Regions from separate parts of the Sus scrofa genome. Here region 2 is linked to region 1. Evidence: chromatin contacts called from public Hi-C data. All regions are on one chromosome and are shown on one strand. The core of a region is the stretch at or near the end of the contact, and the rest is flanking DNA. Distances in the headings are between cores, read along the strand shown.

Region 1 (5,202 bases), core at 1,862-4,361:
GCCTCCATCAAATCCAAAAAATTAACCAAACAAAATTAATCAACCCATCGAACAAAAAACAAAATCAAAAAAACAAAACCAACAGCCCCAAACCAGAAACAGTGCTTTTATCCAGCCCCCTCCTGTTTTCCTCTTCTTGTTAAACATTTGAGCTCTCCGTCGGATGTTGGTGAAAGGATGCTTTTGGAAGAAGTGACATTTGGTTAGGAAAAAAAAAAAAATCCCCCCCAGGGGCGGGATGGGGGTGGGGGGTGGAGGTGGAGGCCCCTAAAGGCAGGGGAAATTGAAGTGTTTGGAAAGGGCCGAGGCAGGAGTCGGGAAAGGGATGCGGGCATCCCTGAAGTTTCAGATCCGAAGCCCAGAGGAGGAAGCCCCTGGTCCCGGGGAGGCTGAGCCCAGACTAGAGCCTCTTCCTGGTCTGGTGGGCCCGGACCAGGAAGGAGACGCAAGTGGCACCTCTTGATCTCTCAATCCTTCTCCCCTTTCATCTCGCAGGGAAAAGCCGGAGGAAAAAGAGGATCAAACGTGAAGCGCTCCCATTGAATGCAAAGCTGGGGGCGGGGCGGGGAGCTGGGAGTCCCTCTGAGGACCCGGCCCCACTGAGGTGAGCACAGCGGGAGCAGCTGGGAGCTGGTGGAGGGCTGGGGGTGGAGGGCAGGGTGCGCCCCAGGCCCAGTGCTGGAAGGGCCCAGCCAAGGGTGGACGACAGTGGCCGATTTAACACAGAGGCTGGTGGCTCAGTTTTGACAGCAAGAAAAGAGCAAGCCAGGTGCTCCCTTAGGCTCTGGCTGCTGGCCAGAAAGGACAGGGCATGACATAATTCTAGGACAACTTTGCACCCTGGCAAAAGGCTCTGGGATCTGATTCCAATCCCTCGTCTCAGCCTTAAACTATTCTCCAGGATTTTGGGGCTAGTGGTGCACAACACCTGGTGGCTTTGGGAGTCCCAGGAAGTGGATGTTTTTATGCAAACATTATCTTCCAGATCCCTCTGCGCAGCCCACCCCTAAAGTGAGGTTAATGAAGCGTCTTCTTGTTAAACTGGGGAGGGGTCAGACGCAGGACTTGAAAAGGGACCTCTTCCCTTTCCTTGAATCCCTTGCTTCCTCCATCACTTCTGGAAGCCCCCAGATAGGAAGATGGAACCAGGCTATGGGGTGGAGGAGAGAAGAAGAGAGAGAAAAAGAGAAAGGAGGCAGGGAGAGAAGTAAGAGATAGAAGACAAAACACTTAGTGATAGAAGCGCTTTTCTTTAGATTCTTGGAAGGTGGAGCTTTGTCTTGGAACATGGAGAGGATGCAGGGTGGCCCTTTGCCATGGTCAGCTTGATGCTAGAAGCTCCGAGGAGGTGGCAAAGAAAGGAGGGTGGTAGAGGTTGCAGAACAGAGAAGGGGCCTGCCTCCCAGCCTCGGCAAAATGGGGAGGACCCCAGCCCACCTGCCTGGCCCTGATACACTTGCTCAGAACTGGGAAGGTGTCGATTTTCTAATGGGTTCCACCTTCCCTGGAAGAAGCCTTAAGAGGGAACCTGTGGCTATTTCCAAAGACGACTCATGCCCCCCAGCCCTGCCATAGAGGTCCCCCCTCCTGTCCTCAAAGATTGATAAGAGTCCCAGTCACTTGTTCTTTCATGGCTTTTTCAGTGACTTCTCTCTCTTCTATCTTTACGACACCCATTTTTAGAGCAGGGGACAAAAGTCCCCAGGCAGGGCCAGAGGGAGAACCCTGTGAGTCAAAGCTCTGTTGCACCCAATGCCTGCCGTGTGCTGGGCACTCTCGACCCCTGCCTCAAATCCCCGAGTGAGAAAAGCCCCTTCTCCCAGCTAGGAGCCTCTGCAGCTGCCGCTGCCACTGGCGATTTGGGGGCTGAATTTGCCAGGGCTTCTTAACTCCCCAAACCTATATCCAGGATTTCGTTGACTCTGAACGAATTCCTTAAAATATGGGTAAGACAAGGGCAAGAGTCCCCTCTTAGAACCTCCCCCCTCCCTACATACCTGAAGTGAAGTGCAGGCGAGGCCCGAACAAATGGGAAAGCGATTTCTTCGATGACTAGCCATCTGGAGGTCAAGCTGGGCTGTGGAAAGCTTAAGGCCACCTAGATGGGGAGGGGAGAATTTAAAAAAAAAAAAAAAAAAGGCAAACCTTTGGAGTCAGCAGCCAAAGTGAAGTCTTTAAAGAAAAAATATTTAGGCATTTAGCTGTTGCCCCTTGGGGAAGAAATACAGCAAAGTTCTTTTGGTTCCCTGGAGGAAAAAGACGAGGAGATAGCTGGGGAGGGAGGCTGGGAGGAGGGAGGAAAAGAGACCCCAGGCTAGGCTCTCCAGACGACTTGCGGGGGAGGGTGTAGGCGTTTCGGTAGCTTGTAAAAAAGACTTTGGATCCCCGGGCAAGGTTAGCTCACCAGGGACGGGCAGTTGTAATAAAGAGGAGAGAAGCGGGGCTTGTGCATCTGCCTTCACACTTCTAAAATGCAGCTATGAATTCTCTCCCCAGTGTTAGAATCAGGCACCAAGTTAAGAAAACAAAAGCCCAAACAACAACAACAACAACAAAAACAAAAATCAAAAGCGTCTTCAATGACCGAGTCCCGCAGCCTCTGCGGAACTCGGCCGCGTTAAGCTCTCTTTTCTTTCTGCGGAATTCCATTTGCATCCCCTCTGCCCGGGTGTCTCCCTCTCTCAGTGTGTGTGTCTCTCTGTTTTCACACTCTCCTCCCCATTCGAGCGAGGCCCACACCTGGCGCATCACTGCCGAGCCATTAGCTGCGGGTCTCCTTTCATCTTCGCTGTGGCAGACGTTTCTATTTATCCACTTGCGCTCGCCGAGTGGCGTCACCAGCGGTACTGTAATGACGATTGCAGCAGGAGGATGACAGCTTAGAAAGAAGAGGGCAATGGGGCTTCCTCCCAGAGGCGGTGCGGCACAGAGGAGAGCTCGCATCACAAGGTGACCCCAGCTCCCCGCCGCCGCCGCCACCGCCGTCACCGTCGACACCGCTCTCCAGCCGCTCCGCGCCCGCCCGGTCGCCTGGCCTCTCTTTCTCCCTCCCGCAGCCAAGAGCTGTCCGGCCGCTGGGGACCCGAGGAGCCGGGGGGCTAGGAGCTCACTTGGGGCTTCTCCCCCCACCCCCCGAGAGCCCGAGATGGAGAGCCGAAAGGACATGGTTATGTTTCTGGATGGGGGTCAGCTTGGCACTCTGGTGGGCAAGAGGGTCTCCAATTTGTCCGAAGCCGTGGGCAGCCCGTTGCCCGAGCCGCCGGAGAAGATGGTGCCCCGCAGTTGCCTGAGCCCGCGGGCCGGTCCTCCGGCCGCCCGGGAGCGCGGCGGGGGAGGCCTGGAGGAGGAGCCGGTCGACGGACTAGCAGGCAGCGCTGCGGGCCCGGGCGCCGAGTCGCGGGCCGCCGGGGCGGCCGTGCTCGGCCCCGGACCTCCGGCCGCCTCCGCAGACAGCCTCTCGGGCCAGGGGCAACCCAGCAGCTCGGACACCGAGTCGGATTTCTATGAAGAAATCGAGGTGAGCTGCACCCCGGACTGCGCCACGGGGAACGCCGAGTACCAGCACAGCAAAGGTAGCCACCGCGCCCCTTCTCTGCCCCGGCCTCCCACCGCGCCCACCTTCCACTTCAGCGGTGCGGGGGAGGAAGACACTCCTTTCTCCCAGGGCGGGGTGGCTGGGGGGACCCACCCGAGCAACTCGCCCCCCGCTATCTGCGCCCTGGCGGGGGTCTCCTGCTGTGCTCTGGCATTGGCGGGACCGAGGGTGACAGCTGTGCTTTGGGGGAAGGAGGGAGACGCCGGCCCTGGGCTTGGGGGGGATTCGAAGTGCACTCCAACCCCCCAGAGCTTTGTGGTGCTGTTTCAACTGCGCCCGGGGAAGACACCTTTTCCCGGCGTGGACGAGATCAAACGCGGGTCCGGGCAGTTTGTGGCTGGCGGGGTGTAAGGCGCATCCAGGCGCGGAAGCCGGGAGTCCATAAAGGACCGTAAAACCGCGGCCGCCTCGGGCCGCCCGGGTGCTGCGGCTCTCCGACCATTTTGCACGTCGGTCAGAGGTCCAAATTACCTTGTCACTTCCCGGGCTCTGTGGCGCCAGGTCGGAAATGGTCCCAACCATCTAATTGCCTTTGGTCTCCGGTTGCATTTGAAAAGGCAGAGCTCTGGCCCTCCCCCCTCCCCAACCCATCCCCTTTCCTTCCCAGACCCCCTCCTCCACCCAAAGGAAAAGGAGCTGCAGGGGGCAGGAGCCCCACCCTCCCCTGGGTTAGGCCCACATGGGGGGGGGGCTGTCACTCCGCTGTAACTGGAGAACCCCTCTCTGACCGGTGGCTCGGGGGAGGAGGGGGGAATGGCAGGAAGGGTGTCTCTCTGAGAGAGGGGGTCAGCTCAGAGGAAGAGCCCACCCCAAAGCTGTGGGGGTGGTGAGAAGAGCCTGCCGTAGAAGAAAAACCACCCCTTGCTTGGCCTTGGCAGCCAGCACCTTGTTGAACACCCACATCCACCAACCACCTCACCTAGACTAACCACAGCCTGCCCTCGGAATAACCCATTCTCCGTTCAAATATAGTAAGGCAATCGGATACTCGTACTTACACTCCAGTGCCATTCCCACAACACACACAGCTTAACGCACATCTCCACACCGGCACTCGCAGCCTGGCACACAAAGCAAGGAAGCCCAGTCCCTACCCAAATCCTACAATGCACTAAGGCCCAAGTTCACAACAGTCCAGCACAAAGGGGCATCTCAACTCGCTTGCCTGTCAGATATGCTCATCCTTGCCCCCTCCGGCCACTGGTGGGTAGCGTTCAGAGTAGCTGCATCCCTCCGGTGCCCCCAAAGCAGGTGGTAAGGGCAGCTGGGGCTTTTGTAAGCCAGCAGGCCTTATCCAGAGGCCTCCCAAACAGCAGCCCAGCCAGGCCTAATGGCTGCTGTGTGTTCATCTGAATGGTGAGCCCCTGTCCTCCATTCCTGGGTTCTCAAAGTCTCTGCCACCCCAGAAGAGGCAGAGACTGAGGCTTCTGAGGTGGTAGGGAGGTTCTTTCCATCACCCCTTCACAAACACCCTGGGCCTGCAGCCCGGCATCAGCAGTGTCTGTGTGTCTGTTGTGTGTTCTCTGTGTGCACATTCTCTGGGTTCCCTGCACAGGGCCTGGCTCCGAGGCACTGGCCAGCAGTCCCAATGGCAGCAGCGAGGCCCC
Region 2 (5,202 bases), core at 1,499-3,998, 130 kb before region 1:
GGGGCTGGCTGGGCGGACCGCTCAGCGTGCGCAGACACGCCTCGCTCAGCTCATGCGCCTTGGGGTGGCCCCCGGCATTTGCGGGCGACTGGAGTGAACAGGCGGGTCGGTGGTACTCGCCGTCGGCGCCCAGTGCTGCGGACGCTGGGTACGGCTGCTGACTGGCATTATAACCGAACCCGTTGGCTGCCTGATAAGGGTAGCCACCGTAGATCGCGGAGCTGTCGTAGTAGGTCGCTTTTTGCATCGCGTTGTTTCAGGATCTTGATCGCACACTCTGACAGGGGCTTGATACCCGTGAGGGCGCACATTGGCACGCCCCCGCGGTCACGTGACGCTCCGCCGCCAATGGCCGCCCCGCACAGACCTGGGGGGGCGAGAATCGCAGCGCCGTGAGGGCTCCGCGCAAATCCATCTTACTCTCAATAGCTAAGTGACATGAAAGCCATAAAAGAAAAAGTGGTCAGCAATATTTAGCAGCACGACTTGGCCCCGGGCGCAGAGAGCGCGCTATAAAAAGCCGCTGGAATTTACTGGCAGCTACAAATATTTGCTTAACTTGCGTCTGGAGTTGGGGGGTTTTCCAGGGAGAGAGGAGGAGAGTGAGAGGTCCGGAAACTGGGTCTCGGGAGCTGGAGTCCAAAAGGAGAAAAGCCTGATGGGGTAAAAAGGATCAGGGGTCGAGATCCCTACTTTTCCAGGGAAGAAGAAACGGGGGGTATCCCTTCGTCTCTACTCCTTGGAGTCCTCCCCGCTGGGGCTCACACACCGGGAAGGGGCAAGGGGGCCAAGGGGAGCTTGGGTCACCAATTTTTTCTCCAATCCTCTCTATAGGACTGACATTTGCCAAAAGAACCATGAGGCGGGGTGACATCCCATCCAGGCCCTTCTTGGACCTTCCAGCACCCAAGAGAGGTATGCACAAAATTTTTTCAGGCAATAGCCCAACTCGACCCACCCGACTTTGTAGACTTAAGAAGCTGAGCTTGTTAGGCAGATAATCTATCCTTGTGCAGCGATATGACCCACCTCTTCCAACTGAGCCCCTTGCAGTCAAGGAAGGGAGAGGAAAAAAACTTTGGATCCTGCGTGTGGAGGAACCAACACCACCACCCTCGTCAGGAAGTCAAACTCAAATCTTGGACAGTTCTTTACTCCTTCCCGGTCCCTATTTCTCAGGCAGGTCGCAGCAGGCCACTCCCACCTTTTTTCCTCTGTTACAGAAGGTCACCAGACCCTCCTGCCTTGGACTTTCTGAGGTGCTGTTATTCAGAGCAACTATCAAATTCTACCTGTTAAAACATGATGGATTAGAGGGGGGGGAAACCCACCAGGAACCTGAAAAACCAGCGTTCATCTCCATGACCACGGCTTGAACTCTTCTTCCAACTTAACGATAATAGGTTCTGTCTTAGAAACTGCTATGTAATTTGATGTATGGGGGTCATTTGGCTCCGGACGAGGGATGGAAGCACAAGCCATAAAATCCTGCCAGAGTTCCCTGATCTTTGTGTGCTGTGTTGTTTTTATTTGTTACTTGGCCTATTTACCTGCTTCAGAAATATCAAGAAAAGGACAAGCCTGGAAATCCAAAAAGCAACTGAAAATCTTCTCAACTCTTTTATTTAGAAAGCAGATTGCAAAAGTGAAATCTATGTTTTATTTTTGTTTACACTTTTGCATGGTCAACCTCTAGTTCTCAGCTCAGAAAACTTCCATGTGAGTTTATATAGTGACTGCCCACACACACCCACATGCACACAATCAGAATGTTAGTCTCTCTCTGACCATTTAAGAAAATTACAGTGGCAAATTCACGAAGAAAACAGTTGACACTTGATGCCTCAACTATGTGCATTTGAGTCCTGGAGTTATTCAAGTTTTCCAGGAATAGCAGACACTTGGTTAACTAGAAGAAAATTAATGTAATAAGCATCTACCAGTGGGTTATTATAATTTTGTTTTTAATAATGGACTCTTTTGGATTTCATTATTAAACCAACAATCTGACCAACATCTGGAAAACAGGCACAATTAATTTTCCAGAACCTCAATTAAAAATTACAGCATCCCTTATCCGGAGTTATTGTATGTGATCTTGAGCCCTGGAGTATTGTTTCTCTTTCGAAAATAGATAGGAAGTTACAGATACTATGATCAAAAATAAATAAAGGATAAAATAAAATTTAAAACAGAATAGCAATTTAATATCTCCGTTTCCTGTTCTTTCACTGAAAATAGTTCCAATTACATTTGGCAGTGTTAATCTCTGCCATTATGAATTTTTAACATACCGGGTTTGTGTAAAATAAAACGTCAGGTTAAGAAAATTACTCCAGACACTTGAACAGCAAGATATTAGATAAAATAACATTAAGTTGATTTTGAACATGCAACATTTCCAGTGACTTACTAATCCATTATCACAGGCTACACCGGCCTGTGGCTTACTTAAGTCGTTTCATCAACTTACGCATTGTCTTGCACAATAACAAAAATGCATTTAAAACTCAGCAAACAACCATCTCCATAAACTCAAAATGTGAATTCGCCGCGGAGATCCCACCAAAGTCTTTCCTATTGTTTGAGGTCAGCAAATAACCACCTTGGGGCCCACACAATCCCCCCACACACCCCCACCCCACCGCGCCACCCCAACCCAGCCCCCAAAGTTTGCAACCTAGTAAAGAAGTTGGAGATTTGCCAGTCAGGAAACTTTGCTTTGCACCCCCAAGCAAGGGCTGGGGATGGGAGGAGATTCCTCTGAAAAGACCCCTTTCTGGACAATAACCCCCAGGTGCAAGAACTGAAAGAGAGTTGAGGAGGCTAAACTGAGGGCAGGAAGCAAGCCCTATTGTCTCTCTGGAAGGTCTGCCCAAATTCAACCTCCTTCCTTCAGAGACACCGCTCCCTTTTGCCACTCCCGCCCTTTCTCGGCCTGCCCTCACCCCAGGTTGAAGCGGGAACCGCGGGTAGAGCCCCCGCGGCCCTTCGCCTACCCCTTCCTCTCCCTCCAGCCCCGCAAAGTTGCGGCTGGGCTAGGGAGCGGGAAGAGGTGGGGGCGGGGACGCGAGCGCGGCCTGAACTCGAAGTGTAAGGGTATCAGTCACTGCCGGGAAGGAAGCTCCGGCTTGTGAACTCTTCTTGAACCGAGATTTAAGTCTGCAGCCATAAATCACCGAGACGTAAACTCCGCCATTCAGCGCCGGGAGCGGCCGGTTGTGGCCCTGCTTACCTTAACTTGCGACGAGCGCCGCAAGCGCGGGCTCGGGCTGGGGCTCGGGCTCCGGCCCCCGGCCCGGCTCGGCGGCCCGGCCGGGTCCCCTCGGCGCGGGATGGGCACCGACCCTCAGCATCAGCCGAGGCGGCGGGCGGGAGGGAGACCCCGAGGCCCGGACGCTGCGGCGCAGAGCGTGGCCGCCTCGCTGCTCCGGCAAGGCTCGCCCTGGGCGGACTGGGGCGGCTCGGACCCCCCCCTCCCACCCACCCCACCCACCCTCCCCTCCCCCACACCCCCGCCCCCTGCCCTTCCCGAGGGCAGCAGCCGCGGCCCGGAGATAAGCGCTAGCGCGGCGCGGGGCTCTGCCTGGGCTAGTGGCACCGACTTGGGTATGTTTCTTATGAATATTACACGCGGAGCAGCGGCTGGTCGGGGGGTGCGGCGGGGGTGCTGGGGGCGGGCGGGAGGGGAGGCCGCGGCGGCTGGGGGGGCGCGGGCCGGCGTGGGGGATGGGGCCGCGGCGAGGGGAAGGACGGGAGCGAGAGGGGGAGCTCAGCGGCGGCGGGAGGAGGGCAGCCTCCCCCCAGCCCCCTGCGCCCTCCCTCTCCCCGCGCCCGGGCGTCACGAAAGTCCAGGAAAATTATGCTAATGAGGACAAACGGCGCTCACAAAGGGGCTCTCTGGCCGGGCCTCTATTTCCTGGGAATCCGTTTGAGAAACCACCTCAACCCTGTGTCCTGGACCTTTCCAGCTGCGGGGCCCAGGGAAAGGAGAGCCCGGAGCAGAGTGTTCCCCAGACTCTGCGCGGTTTGCCTCACCTGCCGCCCAGTCCAGGAACCTCAAATCAACCCCTGGGGGCGCTGGGATAGGGAGACCTCTCCAGGGCCAGCTAGGCTGTCTTTGATTATATTTCCAGGCAACTTTGGTTACGATTTCAAACCCTTGAAATCCTGACAGCCAGGAGGGAAGCAGCCTGGGGGAGAGGCAGCTGGTCCGGGCAGTGAAATGGGACGCTGGTGGCTCAGGTACACACAAAGGGGCTGGAAACCTGGGTCTCCAGCTCTTCTGTGCCCATTTCACAGCACAAACGTGCAGCTCACTCTCGGGTAGATAGAGCTCTGACCCCAACAGGAACCGGCATCAATAACCCCCCTTCCACCAATTAGTGGTCCCAGATAGGGACGCTGAGGAGAGGAAAGGCCCCGCGTGCCAGGTAACGCTGCCAAAACTTTAAGGAGGATGGTATTCCTCCGGCCTAAAGCCTCCCTCAAGTCCCCAGATTCAGAAGTGAACTATGCAAGGATATGTGTGCGGCAAAAAGAGAGAAATGGAGCTTTCGTGCAATTCCAAGGTGTCAAGGGCTCGGCCTCCTCAAAGGAAGGTGTTAAAAATATAAGTAGTGTGTCTAAACTGTCAGGGAGCCAAAGTGTCACCTTAGAGCAAAAACAAAGCCAAGGGAAAAGGGAGAAATCAAAAAGCACTCTGGGCCAGGGTGGCCTCATGCATACCAATGGTTTTTGTCATTTATGGCTGGGCAAGATTTATGACTCGGCGCCCCAAAGCTGTAAACAGAGCACAAAACAGCAAACACTTGCTCCTTATGGCATATTGCTGCGGCGCAACTTGAAAGGGGGAGCCGGGCCCGCGTAGGAGGCAAGAGCCGGCCGCAAAGAGCCGCTCAGCGGCATTTTGTCTTCAAACCGGCCGGGTCGGATGTGGCATTTGAAGAAAGAAGGCGTGGGTCAATAATCAACCCGCACTTTCTCCTCCAAACTGCTGACGCGACTCACCGCCTTCTCAGCTAAGCCAGCTGCAGGGAAGGCCAGCTCTCCGTGAGAACCTGCCAGGGGAGGGGACGCCGGGGCCGAGGGGGCCCAGGGCGCCGAGGTGAGGGCTGGGGCGCCCCGGGGCGCATCCCTTTCCACCGGCGCCCGGACTGTGCCGGCAAAAGGCAGACACCGGACCCGCCGAGGCGCAGGAGC

The links. Hi-C and Micro-C count contacts between places; a contact is called where the count stands out from the background.
Region 2: a Hi-C map of epiblast stem cells shows a contact between it and region 1, with 2.2 times the contacts expected there. The contact joins the promoter of LOC110257526 here to the promoter of EVX1 in region 1. A contact is called at or near these places in 2 of 47 Hi-C or Micro-C datasets (epiblast stem cells and undifferentiated spermatogonia).

What each region holds. Positions count from the first base shown.
Region 1 is chr18:45,329,113-45,334,314 of Sscrofa11.1, reverse strand. It overlaps EVX1 (homeobox even-skipped homolog protein 1), which reads left to right and starts at 3,111. Exons shown (of 3, transcript XM_003134834.3): 1 at 3,111-3,572; 2 at 5,151-5,202. The coding sequence starts at 3,146.
Region 2 is chr18:45,457,964-45,463,165 of Sscrofa11.1, reverse strand. It overlaps LOC110257526 (ena/VASP-like protein), which reads left to right and starts at 2,748. Exons shown (of 4, transcript XM_021078743.1): 1 at 2,748-2,797; 2 at 2,954-3,093; 3 at 3,169-3,609. The coding sequence starts at 2,748. HOXA3 (homeobox protein Hox-A3) reads right to left here. Exons shown (of 6, transcript XM_021079043.1): 5 at 1-367. The coding sequence starts at 247. LOC110257592 (a long non-coding RNA gene) reads left to right here and starts at 364. Exons shown (of 3, transcript XR_002340416.1): 1 at 364-663; 2 at 835-915; 3 at 1,224-1,503.